Linked DNA regions of Mus musculus: region 1 is linked to region 2. The links are chromatin contacts, called in public Micro-C maps. All regions are on one chromosome and are shown on one strand. Each heading gives the region's core, a stretch centred on a gene start, on an enhancer-like site or on the middle of the called end of the contact. The rest is flanking DNA. Distances are from core to core; before and after follow the strand shown.

The links. Hi-C and Micro-C count contacts between places; a contact is called where the count stands out from the background.
Region 1: a contact with region 2 is called in a Micro-C map of embryonic stem cells, with 4 times the contacts expected there. The contact joins the promoter of Pcdh8 here to the promoter of Sugt1 in region 2. A contact is called at or near these places in 1 of 39 promoter capture datasets (neural stem cells), 4 of 484 Hi-C or Micro-C datasets (all in embryonic stem cells) and 3 of 115 datasets of contacts at active chromatin or transcription factors (embryonic forebrain, forebrain and neural tube).

What each region holds. Positions count from the first base shown.
Region 1 is chr14:79,769,311-79,772,848 of GRCm38.p6, forward strand. It overlaps Pcdh8 (protocadherin 8), which reads right to left and starts at 2,002. Exons shown (of 3, transcript NM_021543.4): 1 at 1-2,002. The coding sequence starts at 1,811. It overlaps Gm9748 (predicted gene 9748), which reads left to right and starts at 598. Exons shown (of 2, transcript NR_154550.1): 1 at 598-891; 2 at 3,087-3,432.
Region 2 is chr14:79,585,646-79,589,737 of GRCm38.p6, forward strand. Sugt1 (SGT1, suppressor of G2 allele of SKP1 (S. cerevisiae)) reads left to right here and starts at 2,015. Exons shown (of 13, transcript NM_026474.6): 1 at 2,015-2,221; 2 at 2,309-2,366. The coding sequence starts at 2,184.

The DNA of each region.
Region 1 (3,538 bases), core at 752-3,251, 180 kb after region 2:
TCATTCTGGTCCAGCACCCGCACTTGCACCAGAGCATTGCTGGAAAGCTGAGGGGAACCGCCGTCGCTGGCCTGGACACGCACGTCAAGCTGGCGCAGAGTCTCATAGTCAAAACTACGGAGAGCGTAGATGGCTCCGGTAGCCGGGTCTACTGAGACGTAAGTGGACACGGCTTCCCCAGAGCGGCCCACTTCGGCCTCTACCAGGCGGTAGGTGACTTGACCGTTGCGACCCACGTCAGGGTCGCGGGCTGCCACTGTGGCCAGGTAGGCGCCTGGAGGGTTGTTTTCGCGGACCGACACCTCATAGACTGGCTTGGTGAAGATCGGTGCGTTGTCGTTCTCGTCCCCCACTCGCACGGTGTAGGGCCTGACGGTGCGAAGAGGGGGTGTGCCACGGTCTTCGGCCACCAGCGTCAGGTTGTACTCCGCGATGCGCTCCCGGTCCAGAGATGCAGCGGTCACCACCAGGTAGCTGCCAGCATAGGCCGGCTGCAGCCTAAAGTGCTCGTGCCCGTAGAGGGCGCAGCGCACCTGCCCGTTGGCGCCCGAGTCCCTGTCCGAGGTGCTGACCAGCGCCACTAGACTCTCGCGCGCCGCCCCCTCTGGCACCAGCGAGGTGATACCGGCTTCCTGTGTCCCGGACCCAGTCGACGAGGCCGCGTCCGCTCCTCCGAGTGCGGCGGCAGCGGCGGCGGCGGCGAAGGGCGAGGTGGCTGGAGCCCCCGGGGCGGCCAGAGGAGTGATAGAAATTTCAGGAGCGTTGTCGTTGACGTCTCGGATGCGCACGATAACCTTGCAGGTGGCTGTCCGGGGCCCTGGACCTCGGTCTTGAGCCCGCACGTCCAGCTCGTAGGTGTCCTGGCGCTCGTAGTCCACCTGCCCAGCCAAGGTGAGGCGGCCAGAGCGCGGGTCGAGCCGGAAGAGGTGGCGGGCTTCGGGAGGGGTGCGGGCGCCGAAGGTGAACACAACGTCGCCGTTGGGACCTTCGTCGGGATCGGCAGCGTCCAGGTCGAGCAGCAGCGATCCCACAGGTGCGTCCTCGGCCAATTCCACCTCTGCCACGGCACCCTGTGGGAAGGCCGGGCTGTGGTCATTGGCATCTAGCACACGCACGCTGAGGGCTGCTGTGGCGGAACGCGGCGGTCGCCCGCCATCCTGAGCCACCAGCTCCAGGCTGTAGGAGGCCTGGCTCTCGCGGTCCAACTCCTGTAGCAGCACCAGGTCCGCACACTGGGCACCGTCCGCGCGCGTCTGCAGCTCCACGCGGAAGGGGCTGTGAGGCTCGGCTAGGCGTACACTCTGCAGCCCGTTGGCACCCACGTCCTCGTCCACGGGCACCTCCAGGGGGATGCGTGTGCCTACCGGAGCGCTCTCTGAGACCTCCACCGGGATCTGGGCTCGGGGAAAGCGGGGCGCGTGGTCGTTTACATCCCTCACCTCCACCTCCACGTGCACCAGGCGGAACTGTTCCTGCGAGAAGCTGACAACATCGAAGGCCAGCACGCACTGTGGGGACGGGCCACACAGACGCTCACGGTCCAGGCCCGCATCCCCGACGGTCAGCTGCCCGTCGCCCTCGCGTACCCGGAGCAGAGAGCTGTTGAATTGCTTCATCAGGCGGAAGCTTGTGTCTCCAGACACTTTCATGTGCAGGTCTTCTGCAAGGGTTCCGATGACTGTGCCAGGGGCATCCTCTTCGAACGTGCTGTATCGGACTGTCTTGCTCTGGGCCACTGAGAGCACCCAGCAGAGACTAAATAGCTGCAAGGGGAAAAGGCAAGGGCTGCCCCAGCGCTTCGCAGGACTCATATCGCCAATCCCCAACTGCTATTCCGAAAGGCTAACCTAAAGAGTCTTCCCCGGCGTGCAGATCGGAGCGTGAGTCCCAGGCTCTGCGAGCCCCGTGCGGGAAAAGCTGCAGCTCCGGCTCGGGCTGGCTCGGAGGACGCGCAGACCCACCCTCACTCGGCGCCTCCGCCTCCTTTCCCTGGGCTGGAGCTGCGCTGGCGAGCGCCGCCTCCGTCTTTATAGCTGCCGATATGCAAATCACTGGAAGGGGCCAGCCAATGGTCGCTTAGCCACAGCGCCGCTCCTCCGCCAACCACCGACAATCCCTTTAATGTGGAAAGGCTTAGAGGAGAAAACAGGGAAGGAAAATGAGGGAATCTTTCCTTTGTTTTAAAAACTCCTGCTCCCATTTTCTGTTAGCACCTTGCTTGCAATGAGTTAGCACTGGGCTCTGAAGTAAACGAAGCTGATGATTTTTGGAAATTGGGTGCCAGGCACCCGGTCTCTTCTGCCCGCCGCTGCGGGTACTAAGCCCGAACAAGCTGGGTTTCTCTTCAGAAGCTCCGGGTCTCACATCCTACCCCCCATCCGCCCCTTTATTTTGCATTTTAAAGGCTTCAAAACTTGCTCTGGGGAGCGAGGCTCTCTGTTCGCCTCCTCCCTCAGCTTCCCACCGGTGTGGGGAATAACCTGTCGATGAAGAAGAGTGAAGGGTAGAGCAAAACTGATTTTATTCACATTTGTGTACGCAATTGTGTTTTGCTCGTGTGAGCACCGGTGCCACTTGCCTTTCAGAAAAGAGCCCTGCGATACACGTTAGTATGCATGTCACTGTTCAAATGGCTTCCTTAAGCCCTAGGTGCTAGCAGGCAAGGAAAAATAAAGTTCCAAATAGGATTTAGCATAAGCTTGAGGAGATTTGGAAAGGTTTCAAAGATCAGACTGTATCAAAGGCTTATGAAGCCCTCGTTAGTAGTGGAAATAGAATGGCGTGGCAGGCGATCCCATTGGAGGCCCCGATGTCTGTATTATTTCACTATGACAAGCTAGAGGGGGAGAGAAAGTTGAACAGTTTCCACAGTAGAGTTGGGCTAACTTGAATATAATGAGCAAACGCCACATGTCTCCATTATGCCTCTCTATTCACCCTCAATCCGTGCCATAACTCTCAGGCTAAACGGTGATGGGCGCTGAATCCCACACAATACCGGGTTCCTACTAAAGTGCATTTAGAGATCGTTTTCCTCCTGATGCCTTGTTCCGCCTATTTAGAGGATTTGCTTTCTGTTCTAATAGGGCCTCTCTGGAAGCAACACTCGCCCTGTTCCAGAAGAACAAAATCACAGCGTGACGTTGAAACCTGGCAGGAACCTGGGGTAACTTAGCCATCTGCCTATGAAACCGTAGAACTTCAGCATTACCACTTTCCCTGGCTGGGGTCCTCGAGATGCCTCCGTAGGTATCCAGGTATCTCCACTCCCGGAGCTGAAGGACAGGTTGTGCCAACCTGGAACAAGACTGATTCTTATTGATTCTTACCGAAGGACTCTATTGAACAGGCGATGTAAATACACAGGAAGAAGGGAGAGTTACAAACACAAGTCACACACTTGGAGAAATAAAGACAATGAGTTTGCTAAGCATGTTGCATTGGGCCTCTATTCTTCGGAATCTGGACCATGTTCCTTCTGTAAGGGCCTTTTGCAGGTCTCTTCCCTTCAGACTCATTTGGACCGCTTTCAGAAGAG
Region 2 (4,092 bases), core at 765-3,264:
ACCAGTACCCCAGAGCTCTTGACTCTAGCTCCATATGTATCAAAAGATGGTCTAGTTGGCCATCACTGGAAAGAGAGGCCCATTGGACACGCAAACTTTATATGCCCCAGTACAGGGGAACGCCAGGGCCAAAAAGTGGGAATGGGTGTGTAGGGGAGTGGGGGGGAGGGTATGGGGGACTTTTGGGATAGCATTGGAAATGTAACTGAGGAAAATACGTAATAAAAATATTTTTAAAAAAGAAATGATTATAAATTGATCTGTGTGAAAACTTGTTTCAGACGATATTAAGAGATGCCAACTGGCACAAGGTGTCTGCAATAAATGCATCCAAGAAGGAAGTCACACCCAGCCATGCAAAGAACTGCAAACGGAACAAAACTAACATTTCCTTTAAAGACATTATGCAGAAGACACTCCTCATCGTTATGCATCTGTTCTTTTACAGTCTAGTTTCTGCAGGGTTCACAGAAACGGAAAACAACCTTGAATGGAAAGATCCAAAACGATGCTCTCTACCTTCCCTTACAGATCTGCTTAGCTTCAGTTTAGTTGAGCTAATTTGATCTTCTCAGTACTTACTAAAACCTGAAACCTGCACCTCTTTGAGTTTAGTGGCCAGCTGGCCCTGGTCTGCCTCAAGTGTCTCTCCCACCTACTTCTCCTTTCCCACAAGTGGATTCAGATTCCTTTCTGGGACCTGTTATCTTCTATCAGCCCTTCCCCGCCCCGGCTCGACCCCCCCCCCCCTTCAAACAACCCATTTACAATACAGATGGGATATACCTACAGGTGGCAAATGTGTTACACTTTAAACTTTGTAGTATTCCACACTTCCATCTCTTGATGACCCCATACATACTTAAATCTTTGTAACCTCCGTTTCTCCATCTTGAATATGGGCTCAAGTTTCTCTGTATTTTCAAACGTCCTCCCACCGTTATTTTTTGCATCTGCAAGGGGTGATTGATTGGTAGGTTGAGGTTGTAACAAAAAATTATAATACCCACGATAGCTAGCAAGCACAACTAGGCGTTTGGCCAGTATGGAAAACGTGCTAGAAAAGTGGGGAAGACAAAACTTAGGTCTTTTAAAGTTAGAACTCAGAAAAGTGGGCGAGTTTAACAGTGGGGATATGTACACAAATGCCTGAACTGTAATTTCTTTTTCTTCGTGGACTGTCATGTTTCCAGACTGAGGTCTTATATATATCTTGTTTGAGGAAGCCAACGACCACTTCAATCATTTCACCTACTAAAACAGACTTGGTAAAACGAGTTACTGAGCGTTATCAAGAGCTTTTAAATCAAGTTTGGTGAACCTATAACTGCCACTCCCTCCTGTTGCCCCTTACCACTCAGTTTCAAAGAATTCGCAGGAAACTTCCTAGTGTGATGTTTGGCTCTAAGGACGGCGGGGGACGGGGGGCTTACTGGTTACTTAGAACACAAAGCAGCAATAAGACCATTAGCTATAGGTCACTTTCATCCACGCGGTGCTTGTGAAACAGGCTTTTCTTGGTTTGGAAAGCCGACTTAGGAAGGAAGCTTGGGGTGTGGAGCTCTGGCATCTGGCAGGCCCTCCGGAAAACTCCGTCCTCCATGCCGGTAACGTGACTTCCGGCGAGCCAGGCCGTCCGGGTTCTCCACGGAGAGAGTCATGCGAACTGATGCGCCATCCCGGGCTCTGCTGCCGGAAAAGACCTGGCTGCCACGAGTGACGTCACGCACAACTTGGCCGCCGGCGGTAGCCATGATGAAAACCGGAGTAAACGGAGCTTAACGTGACACTCCTTAGCGAAGCCAGAACTACCTCCCGACGGATCCCCAGTACCTTACAGTGGGCTCCGAGACAATATTTCAAAGCTTACAAGCCATGCCGGATCCCCCACGGGCGTACGGCGGGGCGCGGGACTCACGGCCACGCCCTCGGGGCGGGGGCTTGGCTGCGTCACGGGTAGGGGCGGGGCCGGAGAGCGTTTCCTCCTCTTTCCCAGCCGGCCCCGCGCCTACCTGCCCACCCTTCGCCTCCTTTTCCGCGGCTGCATGCTGCGCGACCGCTGATTGGCTACGGAGGACGGAAGCTCAGTTGGGGTTTCTTTAGAAGTTTTCCCTTCCTGGGCGGCGGCGGAGCTGGTAACCAAGGTAGAAACGCTCAGGCAGAAGCTTTCTTGACTCCTAGGGATGGCGGCAGCTGCAGCAGGACCTGCATCGTCCCAGCGGTGCGTGATTTTCTTCACCTTTGCTGTTTGTCTTTCTATTCTTTCCTTGATTAGAGAGACCTGCTGAAGTCGTTGTTTTCTTGGCAGGCTTTTCCAGAGCTTCTCAGATGCTCTGATCGACGGGGATCCCCAGGCAGCATTAGAGGTGAGTGAGCTCACTGGGACTGTTGGGTCCCTACAGACCCCTCCTCTTCCCGGCATTACCTTCGTGGGAGCAAAGCTACAATGTATCTAAGTCCCAAAATTAAGATACTTAATCTCTTTGTCTCCTTAATACCTTTGCCATAGATCTTGCCCTTCCTCTCCACAAGCTCCCGATGAGGGCACCTCCCTCCCATTTATTTCTTGGAAACATAGTTACTGTCTGTGGTTGCACTTATAATGGCATTTATGATCAAGGAAAAGGCGAAAATAGGGCTTGATGTATCAATTTTTTACTTTAACAGTTATGTTTGCCCTTATATGTCAGGTACTGTTAAGTGTCCTTAATTAAATTTACTAAAGAACATTTTCCCTCTGTGCCTTCCACTTTACAGATGACTGTGGTTGTTCTTTATACAGTTGTTTATAAAACCGCGCTTTTTATCTAGGCTGGCCTTAAACTTTGGATCCTGCGAGTTCTTGGGATGTATCAGTAAATAAACCCTGCCTACATTTTAGTATTATATGATTTGCTTTTGGGCCATTTCAGGTGAAGTCTAGAACAAACTAGCTTTGTACGGATGTTTCTTAGGAGCGCTGGCTGGACTCCAGAGAGTTATCGGCACATGTCAAGTATGGTGGTACAGGCCTGTAATCCTGGTACTCAGGCGGTGAATGCCCTAGGGTCAGAAATTCAAGGTCATCCTCAGCTACTTTGTGAGTTGAGGCTAGCCTGGGATGTGTGAAATTCTTCCCGACACTTCAGAGCTCCCCCGCTGGAAAAAAGGAAACATTTTTATGTTTTGAGCCTTAGAGAAATCACTTTTGTAGAGACTAGCAGACTAGGATAGCTACATTGTTGTTTTAATGTTACAAGCTCCGCTTTGTATTCTTAGGTCTACAGAGTGATCATGAGGTTTGATAGCGCGGTATTAGAGAGCCTGCTGGTGTTGGCGCACACCTTTAATCCCAGTGCTTGGGCGGCAGAAGCAGGTGGATCTCTTGAGTTTGAGGCCCACCTGGTCTACCATGAGAGTTCCAGTATGGCCAGAATTACACAGAGAAACCCTGTCTCAAAAGAAACAAAACAACAAAAATCAAGGCATTAGTGACTTTGAGATTAGGGCTACAGACGCAAGTATCTTTATATTTTCTGCCAAAGGAAATTAAAACCCGAATTGAGAGTAGGGGGAAGGACTGAAAAAGGAGAAGGAAATGAATAATTATTAAAAGGTTATTGAGTGCTGGCTACAGATCTAGGCTGCCCCCAAAGCCCTAATAATTGGCAGATGCTGCCCCTTCTAATGTGTTCCATGCAATTCTCTACAGCCCCTTGGCTACCTCACATTCTGGACTTTACTAGTTTCTTCTATTTGAATGAAAATGGGTACCAATGAAGCATGGGTACAAGGGTAAGAAGTTTATTTTAAACTGCCAAGGCTGTCTCTGAGGAGAGCAGCAAGATGCGGGGTGGGGGGATGTAGGGGGGTATACGTGTGTGTGTGTGTGTGTGTGTGTGTGTGTGTGTGTGTGTAAGATCTTCTGGGTTATATGGAAGCCATACCTGGGCCTGTGGGCTGGGTTAGGGGGTGGGGGACTTGTGAGTATGGAATAAGGAAGTGTGGAGGCTACCATTGACCTTGACACGCCAATGAGAACCACAGAGATATGTTAATGTATCCCTTTTGCCAGAGATGAGGGGAAAACTTAGCACATAGGAACTATTTCAG